2 separate regions of the Hordeum vulgare genome follow, and region 2 is linked to region 1. Evidence: chromatin contacts called from public Hi-C data. All regions are on one chromosome and are shown on one strand. The core of a region is the stretch at or near the end of the contact, and the rest is flanking DNA. Distances in the headings are between cores, read along the strand shown.

Region 1 (5,129 bases), core at 1,120-3,619:
TTAAATTTAAATAATATCGAATTTTGAAAAACTTTTGCAACTTATAAAACTGAGAATTCTGAAATAGAATTTTGAAGAAAACATAAAATGTTTTTGAATTCAAAAAATGCTCGGGATATTTGTAAAAGTATTCCCATATTCAGAAAAATGTTCATAAATTTGAGAACAATGTTGGTGAAAACAGTAAAAGTCCATGATTTTGAGAAAAAAAGTTTGTGTATTATTTTTTGAGTGCAATCGAAAAAAATCTTTGCTAATTCAAAAAATGTTCATGCATTTCAAGAAATGTCCTAAAATTTGAAGGACGTAATATGATCAGCATCTTTGAAGATTATAGTTATTTTTCTTCCGTTGCAACGCACTGGCCCTTTTGCTAGTACCTACTAATAAAGAAAATTGATATTCTTAATTCATCGTGCTATTTTATAAAAAAACTAATGTTTCTGACATTAAACCCATAGAATATATTAAATGTTTTTTAAAATACTCATATCTTCTAAACCGTAACTCCAAATTTAACATATTATACATGGAATTTGATTAAAAAAATGTAGAATTTGAATATGATGTTAATTTACCCATGAAACATTGAATAAAAATACTATCTAGGATGCAATCTTAATAAATACTCCCTCCGTTTCTTAATATAAGGTGTATTTTTTTAAAGTCAAACTTGTCTAACTTTGATCAAGCTTGTAGACCAAAATATCAAGGTCTAGAATACCAAATCATTGTCACTAGATTCATCATGAAATATATTTTTATATTTTATATATTTGATATTCTAAATCATTATATATTTTGCTATAAAGTTAGTCAAACATAGATAGAGTTTGACTTTCTTAAAAACTAATACACCTTATACTTAGGAACGAAGGGAGTAAGTCATTATTCGTCTTTCTTTCATACCGGTACTCATCTGGATTGGGGATGAACACGTCAATGAAATCAGGATTGGAGATGAAAATGAAGGTCACTTGCCCGTTTCTTTGTATGTATTAAATCTATATGCAAGCCGTGTTAAAATTGAAGACCTGTGAAATTTTGAACTGCACTTTTGTAGGATAAGATCATCTTTGTTTGTGTCGTAACTACAAATTCTCATATTATAGACCATTTTTAATAAATTAAGAGCGTGTGGTATTTTTTTTCTCCCATTAAAACGCACGCACCCTTTTGCAAGTAATGCTTATATTAGTAGTGAGATACAACATTTCTCTAACCCAATAACTAAGCTAAAGACCCCAATAAATTCACATAATTTATTCAACACATGACATTGCATCTGTGGTGCTGCTTATCCTTCTTTCCACCTTTTTTGACTGTGTCCTCAATGCTCACAAGATCACGACACATTTGAAATGTCAATCCTAACCAGTCTCTCTCGTCATAAGATGATAAATCTGTATTTTTTTCTTGTGAGGTTTTTATGAGGTGTGTATGTGTGGCTATATATGATTTCTTTTGTCTTCTATCCTTGTTTGTCGAGGTCTTAATTTTTAATCAGGATCAACACCGATATGAAAGAAGAACGAATCATGCACTATTGACTAAGCTTGCATCTTAAATTACATTTCTAAAATGATTAACATGTAAAATAACTATATATTTAGATTCTACCATTTTTCTAATCAAACTACATATATAACATGTTAAATTTATGGATATAGACTTTTGGCGCATTCCATCGCACCACAACACCTTCACTCACCTCGCTTGAAAAAAAAAAAAACATCTTCACCTCACCTACCTCCGTCCGTCAGGGTCAGCGCGTACGATGACGACGCGTCCCCGGAGACGGCCGGCCATGCACGCGGCCGAGAAAAAGAAACCATGATGATGGGTGCATACGTGCATCATTGCGGGATAGCCAAGCAACCTTGAAGCCCAAGGCAGCGCGACGGCTAAGACTCGCCCGCACCGACACCAGATGGTCATCAGCGACCGGCAACAGATGAGATCACATCGTCGATCGAGTGACTGACAAGGAACACGAAAAAGAATACAGTGCCAAGTTAACCACAGCGCCAATCCATGGGTGGCACGCGACGAGTTCCCTCGTGCATTGTACTGTACATCATCAAGCAGGTTGCACGCTGCTTTACAACAAAGAAACGTACGTTGGGCAAATGATCACTCGGCCTCCACGCCTGGCCCGTCCATCATACAGAGAACCTACACGCGTGCTTAATTTGCTGCTCTCTGCTGAATGACGCTATAACATAATGCACGCGATGATGCGATTAGTGATCTATTCCTGACGACATTTTTCATGGATCGGCCAGTTGGTTGCTATATTGCTTAGTGGTTGGAGTCGAGCTGCAGGTAGCCGGCCCTTGGAAACTGGAATCCCTGGCTCACTCACTCTGGACCACGCCTGCCGCTGCCGGCCACTTCAGGTCCGGCGACCACCGTATTGGGCAACACATAGTTGGTGGCGACAGTGACATATGTGGAAACTTCTTCCATGATGTGACAGCAGGCAAATCTATCTATTTGAAGCTTGATTGATGTGCCTGAAGCGCGGTGCTACGTACAGTACTCGGCCAAATCGCTGCTCAAAGTACTGTACTTGGAAGAGGCTCGTCAGATCGCTCAAGCATGTCGCCAACATCAGCTAGATCATTCAGCTACATACTACATTGGGCTACATTATCAGCCACACGGGTTCCGTCTTCCCGCAATCTGAGTTCTAGAAGGAGATAGAGAGTGCTGTGCCTCCTGCTTGTCCTTGGAGCTCTCGTCTCCACGCAAAGTCTTATCGCCTCCCCTTTTTGTAAAGGAAAAGAAAAGGCATAATGTTGCTTTCTGAGCTACTACGTAAATAGAGATGATGTTTCTGGACTTCGATGTAGTCTCCAAATATGCAATTGCGGGTGTTAATTCAGTTCTTGCATGATACTAATAAAGGATTTTTCTATAAAAATATGAGAGAATTTTATTTCTCCTAACCTCTAACCTCTGCACCAATCAATAATGCATTGTATGCACATATCCTTTTTAGTATGACTAGCAAAAGGGCCCATGTGTTGCAACGGGAGAAAGAAATACCACACGGCACACGCTCTTAATTTATAAAAAAATCTATAATTTGAAAATTTATAGTTACGATATAAATAAAGATGATCTTATCCTACAAAAATGCAGTTCAAAATTTCATAGGTCTTCTATTTTAACACGGCTTGCATGTAGATTTAATACGTACAAAGAATCAGTCAAGTGACCTTCAGTTTCATCTCTAATCCTGATTTTGTTGACGTGTTCATTCCCAACCCGGATGAGTACCGGTGTGAAAGAAAGACGAATAATGACTTATTTATTAAGATTGCACCCTAGATAGTATTTTTATTAAACGTTTAACAGATAAAATAATATCATATTTAAATTCTACATATTTTTCTAATCAAATTCCATGTATAATATGTTAAATTTGGAGTTACGGTTTAAAAGATATGAGTATTTAAAAAAAATATTTAATATATACTACGAGTTTAATGTCATAAACAGTAAGGTTTTTTTTGTAAAATCACCTCGGTGGGTTTTCCGACGGAAGCGATAGCCTCTTTATTATTAGGTAAAGATTATCGAGATTTTTATCTTGAGGTGTAGTCTCACCACATACGGAGCATTACCCTCAAAAGAATAATTTTTTGTGAGTACCAAAATTTTATTTTGATGAGTGGTATCACCCCACATCAAGCTTGTTCTGGCCTTGATTAGTTGGGCTCAGCTGTGACGAGCTTGTGTTGTTAATTACCTTGCTGAAGGCTTTGTCTCCTCACTGATGTGTTGGTCGTCGGTGGTTACTTTGTCAACCAGAATGAAAATCCATCTTGGCTGTTAGAAGGGAAAGAGAGATTAGTGAAACAGTTGTTGTATTGTCTGAGCAGCATGGATGTATATATATGAGTACAATGACCAACTTAAAGTACAAGACAAGGTAGAACAAATCACAGTCTATCTCATATTTCCTAACTAGTCAATATACTCAACATCCCCTCGCAGTCACAATGGCAGCGACGCAGACGGTGAGAGTGAATAAGAATTCGAAGGTAAGCCGACGGTCATCCCCCATCTACGGAAGTTGTGGCTGGAGTGAAAACCGACGAGGTTGCTCAAGCAAGGTAGTAGTCATTTATGCTTTTGTCGAGGTAGCCGAGAGCGTAGGATGGTGTAGCCGTGGTCGAGGTAGCCGTGCGAATAATGTCATGGTCGATGTCGAGGCGGGGTAGCAGGTGTCGTGAAGTCATCGTGGAGCCGGGGGCGCAAGGAGGCACCGAGTTACTCATGGGCGCAATGGTGTCGAAGAACTTGTGAAAAATAAAAAAATAAAATATTTAATTGCAAGATCTAAAGATATATCTTTAAGCACTCTCCTCTCCGGCAACAGCGCTAGAAAAGAGTTGATGTCTACTATGCAACTTTATTCTTGTAGACGTTGTTGGGCTTCCAAGGCAGAATTTTGTAGGACAACAACAAATTTCCCTCAAGTGGATGACATAAGGTTTATCAACCTATGGGAGGTGTAGGATGAAGATGGTCTCTCACAAACAACCCTGTAATCAAATACAACAAATCTCTTGTGTCCCCAACACACCCAATACAATGGAAAATTGTATAGGTGCACTAGTTCGGCGAAGAGATGGTGATACAAGTGTGGTATGAATAGTATAAATATGTTTTTATAATCGGAATAAATTACAATAGTGAGGTAACAAGTAGTAAATGGCGGGCAAAATGTTATATAAATGCTTAGAAATAAGGTCTAGGGTTTATACTTTCACTAGTGCAATCTCTCAACAATGCTAACATAGTAGAATCATATGGTCATCCCTCAACATGCAACAAAAAATTACTCCAAAGTTCCTAGTAGTGGAGAACATAATAAGAAGTTATTGTAGGCAGCGAACCACCTCAACGTTATTCTTTCCGATCAATCTTTTGGGCTATTCCTATAGGTGTCACAAACAGCCCTAGAGTTCGTACTAGAATAGCACCTGTGATACATATCAATCAATCCTAATGTCACATAAATACTTCAATGTCACCTCAAGTATTCGTGGGTTAATTATTCGACATGCATCAAATAATTTCAGATTCATCATATTCGGTCCAACACAAAGAACTTC
Region 2 (5,346 bases), core at 232-2,731, 42 kb after region 1:
AAACTAAGGCGAGAGAGCCACCAGCCAAGTTTCAACATGAGATTGATTGTCCCCATGCAGCCTACCCCGCCACAACAGTGCAACTTCACAGCAGCAGCTGAGGGCCCGAGCAAGAGAGGGAGGCTACCCGTAAAACACGACAACATTCCGGTGTTTCCATAATTGCCAGTAGCAAAGCATGGAAAATTCACCCGTAGACTGTACCACAGAACCAGCTGATCGGGCCAGTGATTCCACAGAGAACCAGCTGATCGGGCCAGTGATTCCACACAGTCCACACAACCCCGTGCTCGTGAGACGCATGACTAGGAAGCCGCCCAACCCCTCTTCATGCACCTGTCACACCGTAACCTCGACGTCCATGGAGTGCGAGAAGAGAGCAGGGAATGTCGTGGCTAGATCCCCGCATGGAAACCGGCGGTCCTTCCAGAAGGAGCAAACGCGCTCGTCCCCCACGTCGACAATGGAGAGAGCGCGTTACAGGGGGAGCAGCCGGGCAAGGACCCCATGTGTCCCCCCAGCGCGTGTTCACCACGCACCAGAAGCAAGCACCCATTACCGACGGTCCACACCCAGGCAACCCACCGTGAATGAGGAGCGAAGTGCAGACGATGGATCATCTTCAGCAGGAGACATTCGTTCTGAGTGGCAAGGTTGCGCACCTCCAGACCACCCTCCGACCTAGCACGACACACCTGATCCCACACCACTAAACATTGAGCTCCAGAAGCCCTATCCGCCACGTTCCATAGGAAAGCACGCCGCAGGGCGTCCAGTTCTCGGATCAGAGCTGACGGAAGAAGCAGAGCCGCCATGACATACGTGGACAAGGCGTCCAGAACGTCGTTTATCAGCACAAGGTGCCCCACAGGCGAGGGAAGTGAGTGAATCTCAACTTCTCCCAAGACAAGGGCAAGCCGAGGTAGGGCTGGGGGAAGGATCCAACAACACATCCGAGAGCTCAAAAAAACAGCTCCTTGACCGTTAGCTTGACATGGACCAGCACCATCATGCTTTTGGTGAAGTTAATCCGAAGCCCGTAGCCTCCACAAATTGATCCAGAATCATACGAAGACGAGCAGCCCCCTCATGCATGATGATGAGAGTTTTTCATACTTAACTGGACAATCTGATTTTAGTTCGGTTTTCCTTAATGAATGCAGGATAACTATCATTTTAAAAAAATATGGCAAAGACAGCACTAGAAACAAAATAGCCGTTGCAAGTATAAATAAGTGTCCGCCTAAAAAACACGTACAGCGTAAATAAGTTTTGAGGCCGTCTGTCCAAAATAGATAAATAAATACTACTTCCTCTATACCATAATATTTGTTGTTAGGGAAAACTAATCTAGTTCTACCCAACCACAACTATTTAGGAACAGAGGGAGTAAATCGGAGGCCAGGGATGAGCGGCACGTGACTCAGCAGCGGTCACTCACACACACACAAGTGGCAGTGCCCGGATCCGCTTGGCAGGGGTTGTAGTACTCACTCGTTGGTTGGGACTTGGGACCTCACCTCCGAGGTCAACCGGCACGGCAACCCCGCCGGCCTATAAATGCTCCCGGCCTTCCTTCCCATCTCCCATCACTGCCCACTGCCTCCGTTCCCTTCCCTTCCCCCTCGAACCCATTAAACAACCGGAGCCGTCCTCCTCCTCCTACCAGATCTCAGATCCGCGGAGCTCCCACGCGCCTCCCATGGCGGTCAAGGTCTACGTCGTGTAAGCACCCGCTCCCTCCCTCTAAACCAACTGTTTCGTTAACCCCCGCGTTACAATTCACTCTCGTCTCGTGTGCATGGTACTTATTTCTAGACGTTGTTAATATCAGAGATAGTTGATGATTCTGTGTAGAGCCCTTCTTTATCGGATTGAAACGTATGTCCCGGCAGCAACCACAGACCATTAGTGTACAGTTCTTCTTCGGAGACCCTCTCCCCCCGTCGATGCCTCCATCTAGAAGGGTTGTACCTCTAGTTTTGATGATCATCCGGGTCACAGTTCAGTCCAGGTGCAGGGTTCAGAGCCGCAGAGATTATTAGCTGTATGTATGGGGGCATCATCAATCATGGAGTCAGGGTGGATTTCATCGGTGGTGGGTCTGGTGGTCCGTGATGGGATCGATGCCGGATATGGACGGGGACCTGATCCTGCACTAATAATCCTGCAGCTGTCCCTTTACCTGAATATTTTTCCTCCCTGTCGTGTGAAACGCGCACCTCTCTGCTATCCGCCGCCCCGGCAGACATCCGCGACTTCTCGAACCAATTACCGTTACCACTGGCAGTGGATGCAGTCAGCAACACCTTGATTACCAACTTTCTGAAGAATAGCACCAAGGTTGTTGACTGTCCCTAGTTGCTTGCTTTGGGCTACGTTTCCTATATGAATTTCATACTAGCAGAATATGCGGAAATTGCTTTACCATTTACCCTGTTCCCACCAACTAATAGGGATAGCTACTCATGGGTCATGGCTGCATATGATGCTCGGGTTTCTAGTGCGATGTAGTAGTATATCCTATTATATGATAGAGCACAGCTCCTTTTAAAGCAAGAAAGATAAAATGGAAGCTTTTGTGATTTAAATAGGATGGAAATCATAATATCATCAGTGTGATGCAAATCTAATTTGTTTTGTACGATGTGGAACTTGTGTATTAGGTGAGAACTGGCCTAAATGTTTAATCAAATTTTAGTTTACCCCTTCCCTCGTTTTAAAATAAATTTATGAGTTTCTTCCTTATTTGAAATGATATGCTTTCTTATTAAAAGAATGGGTTTATTAAAAAATAGTCTTAGGTTGATTAAAATTTTGGTGGCCTTCTTTCAGCTTACATATGCAAATTTGTCAGTTGCAGCACCGCGATTAAAAGGACATTTTTCTGTTGCTGTTGATTTCCCACTACAACCCCACTGTCTCCTGTGTTGGATCTTTGCTTGTAGTAGTGTTCGATCTTATTGCTTCCTAGTGCCACACCACCAACATGGACTTTTAGTTTTTCCACAATTATGTCTGCCTCAACAAAGCTTATTTGAAGCACAAAAGTAATTATCAAAAAAGTATGCGCAAGTCCGCTGGCCTTCTTAATATTGGAATATGACACAATTAATCCTGAAAGGATGAGAACCTAAATCAGCATTTGAAGAATGCCACTCTTGGTCATAATCGAACTACAGTACTAGAGTCTTCAAGCATCTTTGAGTGTTCAGTCCTTGGTGCAATGGATGCATCGTGCTATTGGCAAGCAGCATTTCTCTATCAATTATCATCACTCGTCTTTCTTTGAAGTCACATCTATTAGAAACCATAAGCACATAACTAACTAGTATCACCCTATCACTGTCTAACATAAGCTATGATTGGCCTATGTTTTTAAATTTTGCTTGCTGAATGGGATTTCCCAACTACCAAAAAGTAGGCATCTAGAAGCCTTTGGATAAAAGATGGGAAACACCTGGGTTATTCTAATTAGACCTTTGATTGACAGTTCGCCCCAAACCCTTCGTGACATTTTGACATCATTTTTCAAACTTATAGTTTTACCTGTACATTGATTACTCTGTTTTTTTAGTGGCTGTGGGGGCAAACTCTTTTCAATCACCAGCAGTAGAACTTACAGCCTTAAGTTTACTGAAGTACTCCCTCCGTTCGTAAATATAAGTCTTTTTAGAGATTTCACTATGTGACCACATACGGAGCAAAATAAATGAATATATATTCTAAAGTATGTCTATATACATCCGCATGTTGTCCTCTAACAAAACATCTTAAAAGACTTATATTTAGGAACGGAGGGAGTAGTTATATACTTCCTCCCTCAAAATAAATGTCTCAAAGTTAGTACAACTTTGTACTAGAGCTAGTACAAATTCTCGGCACAAGTGTCTTACACAGTTATTTAATTGATGAACATTTGTGCGGTGGGTAATAGACTAGTTGGTTCATGATGTCCTTTATTCCTTTTGTTAGCCTAGCGTGTTTACTAAAGTTCTCTGAAACACGCGTAATCAAAAAGTAGCAGTGGTTGATGTTTATTTGACAAAGATATATCATTATGTCTTGTTTCTTGCGGGTCGACATAAAGAAGTAAGAAGTAAAATCATTACCAAATTTTGACAGGTACTACTCCATGTATGGTCATGTTGCTAAGCTAGCTGATGAGATCAAGAAAGGTGCTTCCTCTGTTGAAGGCGTGGAGGTTAAAGTGTGGCAGGTCAGTCTCTATCGACAGTCCTGTTTATCAGTTTACAACAGCGTGTGAGCTCCGCTGCGATGCTCGTCAGGCTCAAGAACTATCTTGAATCATCTTTTTTTGCCATGTTAATTAAAGGTCCCTGAGATCCTGAACGAGGAAGTCCTTGGCAAGATGGGTGCCCCACCCAAGACCGACGTGCCGGTGATCTCCCCTCAGGAGCTGGCGGAGGCCGACGGCGTCCTGTTCGGGTTCCCGACGAGGTTCGGCATGATGGCGGCGCAGATGAAGGCGTTCTTCGACGCGACGGGCGGGCTGTGGAGGGAGCAGAGCCTGGCCGGCAAGCCGGCGGGCGTGTTCTTCAGCACGGGCACCCAGGGCGGCGGGCAGGAGACGACGCCGCTGACAGCAGTGACCCAGCTGACCCACCACGGCATGGTGTTCGTGCCGGTGGGGTACACGTTCGGCGCCAAGATGTTCGACATGGACAAGGTGCAGGGCGGCAGCCCGTACGGGGCCGGCACGTTCGCCGGGGACGGGTCGAGGTGGCCGTCGGAGATGGAGCTGGAGCACGCCTTCCACCAGGGTAAGTACTTCGCCGGCATCGCCAAGAAGCTCAAAGGCTCCTCTGCCTGAGTGCATGATCCTCGCCTGATCACCGGTGGTGGTGCTGCTGCTGTTATCTGTATCTGTGGTCCTGTGGAGCCTTAGTTTGATGTGTGATGTGAACACTGTTATGTTGATTATCTTGGCTTTGATTGAACCGGTTGTAAAGCTTGTAAGTGGATTTTGCGTTTCATAGTGTTATATTTTGTCACCGCCATTGATATACACGTAGTATGTAATCACGGTGGACCACTTATAAAAAAGTATAATCACGGTGGACCGTGGCACACTCTCCCTGTGGTCGTTTTTCTTGCTTGCTTTTTCTGTCTCCGGCTAGTTTCTGCTCTTTCTCTTCTCTGATCTCTCTCTCAGACTCTCACCCTTGTTTGGTTAGGGTACAATCCAAATGGATCGTCCGGGATCGCAGTCCAATCCACGTGGTTAATTCTGGCGGGGAACAATAAAAACCCTATTTGACGCTTTTTGCGTCAAATAGTCGGAGAAACGCACAGGGGCGCGAAAAACTGGGCCGGCCCGTCTCT

What was found. Hi-C and Micro-C count contacts between places; a contact is called where the count stands out from the background.
Region 2: a Hi-C map of leaf shows a contact between it and region 1, with 2.8 times the contacts expected there. The contact joins the promoter of LOC123443428 here to the enhancer-like site in region 1. A contact is called at or near these places in 2 of 6 Hi-C or Micro-C datasets (both in leaf).

Annotation. Positions count from the first base shown.
Region 1 is chr1H:439,724,167-439,729,295 of MorexV3_pseudomolecules_assembly, forward strand. No RefSeq gene overlaps it. Among protein-coding and RNA genes, the nearest start is that of LOC123443428, 42 kb to the right of the region's middle. Within about 2 kb of position 2,370, at least 2 of the 3 cell types and tissues checked have open chromatin away from gene starts, as enhancers often do. A contact at or near this core is called in leaf, where this site is marked.
Region 2 is chr1H:439,766,881-439,772,226 of MorexV3_pseudomolecules_assembly, forward strand. LOC123443428 (NAD(P)H dehydrogenase (quinone) FQR1-like) reads left to right here and starts at 1,482. Exons shown (of 3, transcript XM_045119791.1): 1 at 1,482-1,725; 2 at 4,126-4,219; 3 at 4,337-5,093. The coding sequence starts at 1,703. The coding sequence ends at 4,834.